2 separate regions of the Mus musculus genome follow, and region 2 is linked to region 1. The links are chromatin contacts, called in public HiChIP or PLAC-seq maps. All regions are on one chromosome and are shown on one strand. The core of a region is the stretch at or near the end of the contact, and the rest is flanking DNA. Distances in the headings are between cores, read along the strand shown. Region 1 overlaps Sdccag8 (serologically defined colon cancer antigen 8). Region 2 has its middle 21 kb from the start of 2310043L19Rik.

Region 1 (5,385 bases), core at 2,824-5,323:
TTGCGCCATATAATTCAGAGTAGCCCAGCTCTGCTTCAGCTCTTCCCTCACATCTTTATTCAAACACACATATATGCAGTCTAGTGTGGGTCTCCAGTATTGCATACAGTTAGCATCGAAGCCTAGTATACCCACACAAAAATGCACACATACTAAAAGAAGACTTCATGAAATCATACTGAATTTTGTCATGGACTTTGCAATATTGATTTCCTACTTTTACTATTTAGAAGGTTGATTTTTGCCTGCCAAATTAATTTTGTGACTTACTTATATGTTGTAACCCCAAGTTTGAATATTTGTGCCACCAAGCTGTCTGCGAACTTTCTGCACAGCCCTTTAGCACCCTGCTTCTCAGATGGCCAAATGATTTCTTCCAAATGCCAGGTGAATTCACACGCAAATGTATGGGTGCTCCATCTTGCCACACACACACACACACACACACACACACACACACACACACACACACACTCAGAGGAATATACTGTCTGCCTCTAGGACAGGAATTATTGGCTTGTTGTCTCCCATTATACTCACTAATAGTCTAGGCTCTCTGTGCTGAATTTGTTTCTTTTGCAAAGGAAAATGCAGACAGTAGGAGCAGGCTCAGTGTGGGTGTTGCTCATCTGGGAAACAGAACTGGAGCCCTGGCTTTAACATTTGGCTTTTTAGATTTATCCCTAGCTCCAAATTCTGCTGTTGCTTTAGAGCTCTATAGGGTGTTTGTTTGTTTGGTTGGTTTTTTTCCTGGTTTGACCTGGTTCCTCACCCCTCCCTCCTTGCTCTGTTTCCTCATGGCTGCCAGGCACCTCCATACCTTCAGTGGGATTCTTAATCTGGAATTATAGTCAGGCCTTCCACCTTCATCAACCATAGGCAAAATGTAGAACTTAGTCATTTCTGGAAGCAAGCAAGTGCATCTCAGTTTGTTGTTTTAGACGCTCCATTGTGCAGGCTGGACTCGCAGTCTGATCCTTCCCAGCCTTCAGGACATTCAGGTTGAATGGAGTCAGCCTGCTCACTGTGCTCTCTCTGTGTGCACTGGTTTTACTCTGGAATCTAAATGCCTCAAGTTGCAGAGTTCATGTCTTTCTGGGTACCGATTGCCCACAGCCTAGCACAGTACATTTTAAATGGGCACTGTGAGGCCAAGAAAGTATTTATCTTAGTACTTTAATTTTTCAAACTTGATTAAATATCATTATGTTGCTAGGTGGAACAGGAAATAATAAAAATAATTCTAAGACTGAGAATTCAGGCCAGGGGGTCGGAGAATTTATGAGATCAGGGTTCGGTTTGGTGATTCAGTGGGTGTCTGTCTCTGCCCCACAGGGCGCTCTGTGGTCACCTAAGTGCTTCAGACTCAGAAACATAGACTGTGCTCAGATGGCTCCAGGCCCTCTGCTAAGCCTGCAGGATCTGTGCAGCCTGGGAACTCGGCTCTAATGAAGCTTGTGTGAGAAGAGATGGCGGCACTTGAGTTTTGCTCTCCCCTTGGCATCCTGTAATGTGGCTCATTTTGTTTTGAAGGTAGCTTGTTCCATGGAAACCAGACAGGGTGTTGTTGAAATAGTAGGCTGATGTCTCAATGTAACATATTGGCCCACTGAGATCCACAAGGGTGTGAATCACAAACCCGCCTCTGTACATTTCTATATAGTGTGAATGTTCAGGATGTGTAAGAAAACCCTGCGAGAGAGCAGGCTATCTGGTTCTGCTATCAATCCTGTTTGGAAATGTGAAGTTGATAGAATAACTGCTGTTCCTGGCTAAAAAGATTCAGCTACATGGAAAAAAAAAGGGGGGGGGGCTTTCAAACCAGGTGCTTTAGTCTCTAACCCAAAGTGCACTTGGTTTGTTTTCTTTGGGCGGTGTGACTGGCACTGTGTATTTAAAGTTCAGCTTTGTGTGTGGTATTCTCCTGTGATGATTTCAGGACATAAAGTAAGATGTTCACAAAAGCCAACCTGAGACCAATACTCTGCGGCAGTTTAGCGGCAAATCCCCGCTCTGGGTATTTAACAGTAATTGGGATCTTTCTATTGGCTTTGCACACGCTCAGATTAGTAGTAAAACCTAAGCCCCTTTCCATTTGGCAAAGGCTCACACTTGAAGCAGCACAAACTCGATTCTGATTGTGCTTTTCATTCGCACCTAGCTGAGATTTTGCCTGATGCTTTTTAAATCCTCTAATTTACATACTGTGGTAAATTTAAAATAAGAACAGATGAAGGCTGCAGAGTTCCCCATTTCACTGATGAATATGGTATTTTGCTTCAGCTATCTAGCTGTTATATATTCAGTGACCTTTAAAACACAGAACGGAAACTCATACAGTGTACATGGTGGGTTATTAGTGTTGCCTTTGTTTTGAGGCTGCGACTCTGAGACTCGGGAGCCAAGCAGAGCACCTGAGTACTAATGCCATAGGACTAAGTTCAGAACTTCCTGTCTGTGCCCAGTCAGCCGGGCAGACAGGCCTAATCCTTGCCTGGTCCTTCTGAAGTTGGGGAGTGCTGTTTCAGGTCACAACAGGGTGTCCTGTCATACCTGCGGGTAAGGCTGTGTCCTCAAAAGGACCCTGTGCTTTTGGTCATGAGTCTGCAGTGCTAATGGGAGGTGGCAGAGCCTCATTGGGAACCTTATTGGACATTTGGGGTGTGCCTTTGGCCAGGATATTGGGGTTCAAGCTCCTTCCTCCACCTTTTGCTTCCCAAGCAGCATGAGATGAGAGGGCAGGATTGAGACTCAACACAAGACCTGGAGACTCTCACAAGACCTTTCTGTCTACCGCCTGCCATCTGCCACTGCCACACCAAGGCTGATGGCCACAGAGGGAAGCAACCACAGACTGAACCCCTGAAATCCTTGACCAGAACCAACCTTCCCTCCCTCTAAGCTGATTATCTAAAGTGTTTTCCACAGTGACCAGCAGAGATCCGGCTTAGGAAGAAAGCTTAGTTTTGAATGGCCACTGTGGATTTGGCTGCAGTTAAAAGCAACAGGTCATCTCATTTAGTAATAAGAAGAATATTTTCCTCCAAAAAACCAAGTTGGGACTCAGAGAATTTAAATTATTCAATAACTGAGATACACTACTAGGAAACTCTACTGTCTAGAAACCTGCACTGCCTCCTTAGGACCCTGCTGGGTCCCCTGCTTGGTAATGATAGCTCTAGACCAGGATTCTTTCACTCTCCCTGAATTTTGCACAGTGATCTATGTGGCTCTTCACAACACATACGTTACTCAACAAATCAAGATTTCAGTGCACATTACAAATGTGCTAACTGCTAGCTGGGTGTCCATAGGAAACTTCTTATAGACCCCACTGTCTCAGTGTCACCTGGACTGTCAGCTTGCTAGTTTCCTTGGGGAGATGAGCTGGAAAACACTTACTGCCTTAGTGTCAGCATAGTCTGCTGAAAGAGTCCCTGTCTCAAACAATGGCAGTCTACTGTCAAATAATACTTTTAATAACCAAAATCAGCATTAATTTCAAATTTATATCTAATACACAGGGTTAAAATTCCATAATACAGGAGAAAATTTTAGGGCACGTTTTTTAAAGAGACCTACAATAGCTTTGGAAGAAAGGATCCTTCTGTTGTCTAATGAAGGGATAGAATTCCTGGGAAACTGTGAGGGTCTGTTTGCCTCGCCTTGAAGAATTGTTCATGTAACCACTTGGCAGCTTAGCTTTTCTCTTCTTGATCCTGCTCATCACTCTGGGAGACCAGAGGCTCTGAAATGTGATGAATGACCCTGATTCAAAACGTCTGACTCCAAATGCAGCTGATAGGAGGCCGAGCTGCTGTCATAGATCTCACTGTAAGCAAACCCAATGTATTACATCCACATTTACAAAATGGATTAGTTAAGTGGTCATTCTTCACTTAGCAACCTAATTTGCAATAATAATTCTCCCTTGTAATGCTTATAAATGTGAGTTAGTTTATTAGAACGCTTTGCCTTGGCCACATTTCAAGTGCAAAGTCCATTTATAATGTTACTCAATAAACCAGTCTTTCCCTATTTGTCCAGCGTTTACTAGAAATAAGTCCATGAGTCAGAAAGGTCTCTACACTTCAGCCATGTATCTTGAGAATGAGGATTAGCGGGGCCCTGATCTGTGCCAAGGGGCCGAGGGAGCTGCGGCGCAGACATTCCTCCCTGGCTCATGTCATCCTAGCTTTCCAATCTCCCTACCCTTCATCCACGGGATGAACCAGGAGCGTGCCACATGGTGGAAACTCCAACTCCTTGGCTTTCTCTCTGGGTTGACATCAGTCACAGATAAGGTCTGAGGAGAGTTACCAGGTCTTGTGTTGAGTCTCAATCCTGCCATGGGCAGTAGGGGTTCATGGTAGCTCTGTGTCTGGCTTGGGACAAGCAGGTAACCTGAGTTCACAGAGCTGGTTTAGTCCTCGTGTGAATGCTTTGGGATACTTCTGAGGCCAGCCCAGCTGGAGCAGGTCACTCTGGAAGTAAAGGTCACTTCCTTCCATCCCTGGAACCAGCTCCCACAAGTTGTCCTCTCATCTGGGCCACCATACAAGTTTAAAAATAATAACTAAGTGACATGAAAGTGGCTAATTTGCTTTTCCCTTTTTGGCAATGGGATTATACTTTGTTTTTTCTTTTTACTCTAAAGGCAGCCTTCTTTCCCCCCCCCCCCCGCCCGCCCCCCACGCTCACTGTGATTTCCTCTGACTCTGTATTCCGAGTATATTTAACTTTGAATGGGGGAGTTGGCTGGATGAGCTGGAGTTTGTCCTGAAGACCTTTATGTAGATGCTGTCTTTAATAGAGGTCATTGTCATCTGGCTGTCTTGTCTTTACAAGTTTTTAAGGCTCTGTGCATTGCTCTGATGAGGGAAGCGACCAAATCTGTTTTATTCAAATTAAAAATTCTTTGGGAGCAGATTGTCACAAAACACACAGTGATGAACTTAGAGAGGAGCCGGCTGAGGAAGCATAGGTGTTTGTCACCCGTGCCACAGACACAGGTGCTACGCACAGTACCGGCCTTTAGCTCTTTCTGGGACAGATTCTGGGACAGATCTTACTTTGTAACAACTACTTGATTGATTGCTTTGTAACTTTAGGTAGAAATATTATAAATAACCAGAATGAGCCCGTGTCTACTCTCTTGACACACTCACTGTCATCTTCAGCAATGAAAGGTATCATAACCAAAAGTGATTCACTCAGGTGTCCACGTCCTTCATTGGTACTAATCACCAGCCTTTCTTCTAAGATCTACCACCCAGTGCTGGCCATTTAAAATGCAATATGGGAACTCTGTGTCTGGTACTTGGTCCGTCACATCCTCTCATCGACGGGCAGCACGCCTTTCAGATGACTTTTCCTGACAGAGTC
Region 2 (5,726 bases), core at 1,547-4,046, 680 kb after region 1:
CTTTGCAGAGGACCTGAATTTGGTTCCCAGCACCCACATGGTAGCTCACAACCATTCATAGCTCCAGTTTGGGGTATCTGATGTCTTATTCTGACCTCTGAAAGCACAAGGCACATGCACGGTGCACATACACATATGTATAGACAAAGTTCTCATAGACATAAAATAAAATCATTAAAGTCTAAAAGAACTCCCAAAGGTCCGGGTACCTGACCATGGAGTTGTTGATTGGTTAGGTGGGATGGAGGGCATTGTGGGTCTGACAGAAAATGTGCCCATGTTTCCAAGATACACTCAGGACTGAAACATAGCATTTGAACCTTACTTTGAAGTATATGAACAAACAGACCCTCTACAATAAATCAAATACTGTAAAATGTTAACAACTGATATGTCCATGTAACTGATTGACACACGTCTATTACACATTTTCTCTGGCTTTTCATGTTGAACATTTTTACAACAAAATAACTCCAAGAAAAGCCCAGCCTGGTAGCTCCTTGGCATCCTGCAGCAAAGTACTACATAATCTCCAACCAGTCACAACCGCCCTTTGCTAGCACTCCCCACATAGGTCAGAGTCTGCATCACCTGACGCCCACAGCCAAAGACAGAGTCATCGCGGCTGAGGTGCTTCCCCTGGGTGCACTTGCATCCTAAGCATGGGTATCATCTTGCTTGGTCCTCTCCACAGCCCTGTGCAGATGAAGGTGTAGCTATCACTAACCCAAGCGATAGAAACTGAGACTCAGAGCAGTGCAGTGTGCTGAAGATGGCTCAGCTAGTTAGTAACACAGTGAGAGTTTCTACCAGGGAGTTAATATTCCATTAAATGGCTTTGTCTGATTGGTGATCCGAGTTCACATGGCTTCTCATAAAAGAGTGGTTATGGCACTTTTCTTCTCTACAGGGTACTGATTGCCCTCCTTCACATACAGTGATGCTAGGTGTCGGTTATTCCTTCATTTTTAGTATTTCTCCTAATTCTTAGGTTTTAACTTGTGTGTGTGTGTGTGTGTGTGTGTGTGTGTGTGTGTGTGTGTGTGCCACATGATTGTGGGTGCCCCTTGGAGGCCAAAAGTCATCAGACCCCAAAGCTTGAGCGACAATCAATATTGTTCTAGAACCATCACTCCAGCCCCAGACACCTGTAGGTTTTGATTGACAGATTTGCCATAAAGTGAGGCCCTGGAGAACAGGATCAGGCATGTGCTATCCTGAGGCCATCCTGTGAGCCTGAGCCATCTCCTAAGATTCCTGACTCCTTCATGGAGGTACAATTGGAGCTCAGCTCTATCTACCCATCTATTTATATATCTATCTTATGCCACTATCATTTGTATTTGGCTCTCACCTGGCTCTATCATCTATATCAATTGATCTATTATCTCTGTCATCTACATCTGTCTATCATCTATTTTTCAATCAATGTGCTATCATCTATAGCCACTATATCTGTTTCTTTTTTCTATATCATCAATCTAAAACCATATCTTTATCATCCATCTCTATCATATTTATCACCATTTGTATTTATCACATACACCTCTATCATCTGTCTCTAGTAATCAATCTATCATCTATCTACCTGCCTACTTACCATCTGTCTGTCTATCTGTTATCTATCTATATCTAATGTTGATGTTTATAAAGTAGGTGAAAGGCAGTATCTCCTACTTTGCATTAACTTATTGAGATGCAAATTATTCCATTAATCTCTACTCCCTTATATTAGGAACAAACACTTAGGCTTCTTAGCTAGGCAAAGGTAGAACTAAGATCTGGCTCCAGGAGAAGATCCTGGGCTAGACAGCTGTGCTTTATCTCTTGAAATTATGTCTGCTCTGCAGTGTCCAAAGACCATTTTCAGTTATTGACTAATACTTCTTATTGCTGTTGGTTTCTGTAGGACTGGCTCACAGGAAAGTGTGGTGTGGGGTATAAAATACAGTCACTTTAGGTAGACAAGACTCCCTACAAAGAGCAGACACATATGGCCAAGCCTGTGTCAATCACTCCACAAAAGCCCGTGATGAAGGTTCTCCAAGCTCAGTGAGTTCTCCGGGCTGTTTTAGAGAAGCTCGGAGCCAGGCCAGCTCTGCTGAAGAAAGGTCATTCCCCTCCGAGGACATACACACTTGCTGTCATGGTTGATCGTTCAGCCTGGGAGTCTGTCCAAGGGCAATGAGTGAGCACTCCTTTTCTACAATGATAGATGCTTCAAAGTGACTCTGGACAAGAAAGACACGCTCCAAAGGTCTCCAGTACATTAGATATGCTGAGCTCAGGAGTTTGGCCATAGGTAAGGCTTGGGGAGGAGGTGTGGGGGGCAAGAGGTGAGGTGCTATGGTCGCTGACCAGGACAAAGAACAGCTTGGGCTGGGCAGAGAGTCACAGGAGCACTTTCCAGATTCTCCTGAGAGCTACCCTCATTCTCAGACAGTTGACCTGCCTTCATCTGTGAGATTTCCTAGCCTTAGAAGCCGCGGGAATTGGTCAAGTTTGCCGTGCTGAGCACCATGCCTGGTGTCACGCAGGCGTTCAGTGATGTTCACGAGTTTCAGTGCAAATACTCCTACTGCTTTCCCCATCACTGGCAACCAGAGAAATAAAAGCTGAAACAACAGTGGAACCTCCCTTTTCTCCCATCAAGTTATGGAACTCTCCACAGAGTTAAAAGCCAGCATTCATATAGGCTGAATTCCTCTGGTCCTGCTTAAAGCTCTAATACCAGGGGGAGATGGAGTCCACATTCCTGTCGTCTTTCACATCAACAGTTACGTTGCCAAAATCAATGAAGACAAACATTGCCATGGCTGAGAACACTTCGAAACAGAAGGAAACCATTCCATGATCTGTATATCAATGCACTATTTGGGGATTTTTTTTTTTTTTTAGTAAACATCTAGGGAACACAGAGAGTGAAGAAGGGACTATGTATGCATCAAATGCTGGACCAGGCTGTTGGTTTGCTTGCTCTATAAGCTGAGGACCAGTCTCCCCTAGGTACAGATGAAGAGAGGATAATGGACTTGCCAAGGTCATCCAGTAAATGACAGCTTCCAGGAGACACCATGAGACACAAGTTTCAGATTGCTCCCTGCCCTTTAACAAAGCTCACCATTGGAACTTACCACCATGGAAGAGACAGGACAGATACAGGCAATCAGGCAATCCCTATAGGAACCTGAGCCCCCATGCCTAAATGGATTCAGGCTAGGTCAAATGAGAGGTTGCCCAGGTCTAGGCAGAGAATGAAAAATAGCTTTGGAGAGCATTGGTATTATAGATTCACCTTATTAAACAGATAGATGAGGCAGGTGTGTAAAATACCCAGTAGGCATGTCAAAGCTCTTGACATTTCAACATGACATTGTTATCAAAAAGTCTTTGCTCAAGAACCATACAATTTGTTGCTGGAAAAATTCCCAATGTTTTAAGTAAATGAAAAATGCAGGGCTGGTGAGATGGCTCAGTGGGTAAGAGCACCCGACTGCTCTTCCGAAGGTCCAGAGTTCAAATCAACCATCCGTAACAAGATCTGACTCCCTCTTCTGGTGTGTCTGAAGACAGCTACAGTGTACTTACATATAATAATAAATAAATCTTTAAAAAAAAAAGAAAAATGCAATTGTTTGTATATGCTTGGCCCAGGGAAAGGCAATATTAGGAGGTGTAGTCTTGTTGGAGTTGGTGTGTCACTGTGGGTGTGGGCTTCAAGACCCTTGTCCTAACTGCCTGCAAGCCAGTCTTCTCCTGGCTGCCTTTGGAACAAGATGTAGAACTCTCAACACTTCCAACACCATGTCTGCCTGGATGCTGTCATGTTCCTGCCTTGATGATAATGGACTGAACCTCTAAACCTGTAAGCCATCCTCAACGAAACATTATCCTTATAAGAGTTGCCTTGGTCATGGTGTCTGTTCACAGCGGTGAAACCCTAACTAAGGCAGTATGGTTCTGTGTTGAGCTCCATTAGAAGCTGTCTCTGGCCACATGCAGCCTGTGGTGTGCAGGTTAGATTGCCTGGACAGAGAAGTTCCACTTGGAAAACTCAGTGAAGAAGAAAGGCCAAGAACATTCTCTGGAAATAATGTCAGTGAAGAAACATGTGAACAAGCATTTGGAGCCTAGATCTCTGCAGTCCTCCAGGAAGTCTGGTGCACTCAAGCTGACATCACTCACAAAGCTTCAGAGCTCCTGAGATGGAAGCTCAGACAATCCTGTGAGTGTGTTCATGAGTCTGGTGCTTGGGTTCTGGTTCTAGAAAAGATCTGGAGACTCAGATCCAGAGGGCAGATTCTTTGGCTTTCAAGTTGTTAGGGAATTGTCCAGGGCAAGACTGAAGTGGACAGGGGTGGGGATGGACACTGTGGATACTGCTTCCTAGGGTGCCCAAGCAAGTACATATAGGCAGAGGCAGAAATCACAAAACCAGGATTTTAATCTCCCCTTGGATATAACCTCCCTGCCAGCCATAGATAAGCATCTCAAGAACTGTGACCAAGGAATAAAGGAAAGATAAGCCCAAGCTGGGAATCCAATGTGTACCTGTGTGAGCATGGGCTTATCTCTAAGAATGCCAAAGGATGGATGCAAAGGTGCCTTTCCTAAAGAATCCCGAACACAAGTGTCCCGAGTCCAGCATGGCTGTGCACAGGGCAAGGCCAGTTCCAGTGGGCACCATGGACCTGAAAAAATTAGTGAAGAACAGCGGTCTGCTCTTACTAACATTCTCAATTTGAACACTATGAACTCTACACCATTTCCTGATTTTATGCTCCTCCACACCCCTGGGATTCTCCAGCCAGCTTTAGAGAAAGATGCCATGAAGTTCTCAAGACTAAAATAATGTCAACTTGTATTTCTCCTATGTGACTAGAATGTGCCTGCTTACCAGGCGGCAGGTAGAAGACAATACCATATAGTATTGATCCCTGAGAGGTCCTGCAGGTTCTGAGCACAGAGTGACGTGTTATAGTGGTCAGGAAAATGTCACGGCAAGTATTCAGAATATGTAGCAGGGAAGACAACTCCTCTCTCCACAATAAACTTACGGTCCTGCTGGAGTCCCAAGAATTCACTGACCCTGTTTCATCATCAAGAACACCTAAGTTAGTTACTCCCCCCCCCCAATATTTCATATAATAAATAACAAAGAGAGGGTTGGAACCCAAGCAACCTCACACTTCAGGACTTGGGATCCCATTGGTAACATCAGCCCAGGAGTCCAGGCTAGGAGCACTATACTTGTTTCTGTGGTTGTGAACTTAGTTTTAAGATCACCAGAAGAGGGTTGAAGATTTGTCTCAGTGGTATAGAGGCCTAGAAGCACAAGGCCTTGGGTTTAGTCCTCTGCTCCAAGGGGAGAACAAAAGTCACCGGAAGAACATAAGATGGCCTTTCTTGAAGAGCCACAAATGTAAATCTCTTGAGTTCCACTTGACTGTGCACAGGAGGAATCTATTCCAATGGGAGCCATGTTCCCAATGTTCAGATTTGTGCATCAAATCTAAAATGAGATTGAAAGGAGCAGAGACACACTGGTCGTAGTCTGATGCCAGACACTGGAGCTTGGTGTATGTATCAGAAATACTCATTTTCATTTTAATTATGTTCATCTCTGTCGCAAAGATCCCTGATGTACATCGTGCATGCAGTGATGTTTCCCAGTGACCCAAACAGAAATTCTGTGGGTGAGGGACGGGGAACAGGAGACAGGATTT

Evidence for each region. HiChIP or PLAC-seq counts read pairs in DNA pulled down with a chosen protein or histone mark.
Region 2: an H3K27ac HiChIP or PLAC-seq map of hepatocytes shows a contact between it and region 1, with 5 times the contacts expected there. The contact joins two enhancer-like sites. A contact is called at or near these places in 1 of 484 Hi-C or Micro-C datasets (bone marrow-derived macrophages), 10 of 115 datasets of contacts at active chromatin or transcription factors (differentiating embryonic stem cells, embryonic forebrain, embryonic hindbrain and 7 more) and 1 of 9 other capture datasets (embryonic stem cells).

Annotation. Positions count from the first base shown.
Region 1 is chr1:176,978,813-176,984,197 of GRCm38.p6, forward strand. All of the region lies in intron 16 of Sdccag8 (serologically defined colon cancer antigen 8), which reads left to right. Among named protein-coding and RNA genes, the nearest start is that of Gm15423, 41 kb to the left of the region's middle. Within about 2 kb of position 4,074, at least 27 of the 459 cell types and tissues checked have an H3K27ac peak or open chromatin away from gene starts, as enhancers often do. A contact at or near this core is called in hepatocytes, where this site is marked.
Region 2 is chr1:177,661,170-177,666,895 of GRCm38.p6, forward strand. No RefSeq gene overlaps it. Among named protein-coding and RNA genes, the nearest start is that of 2310043L19Rik, 21 kb to the left of the region's middle. Within about 2 kb of position 2,797, at least 6 of the 459 cell types and tissues checked have an H3K27ac peak or open chromatin away from gene starts, as enhancers often do. A contact at or near this core is called in hepatocytes, where this site is marked.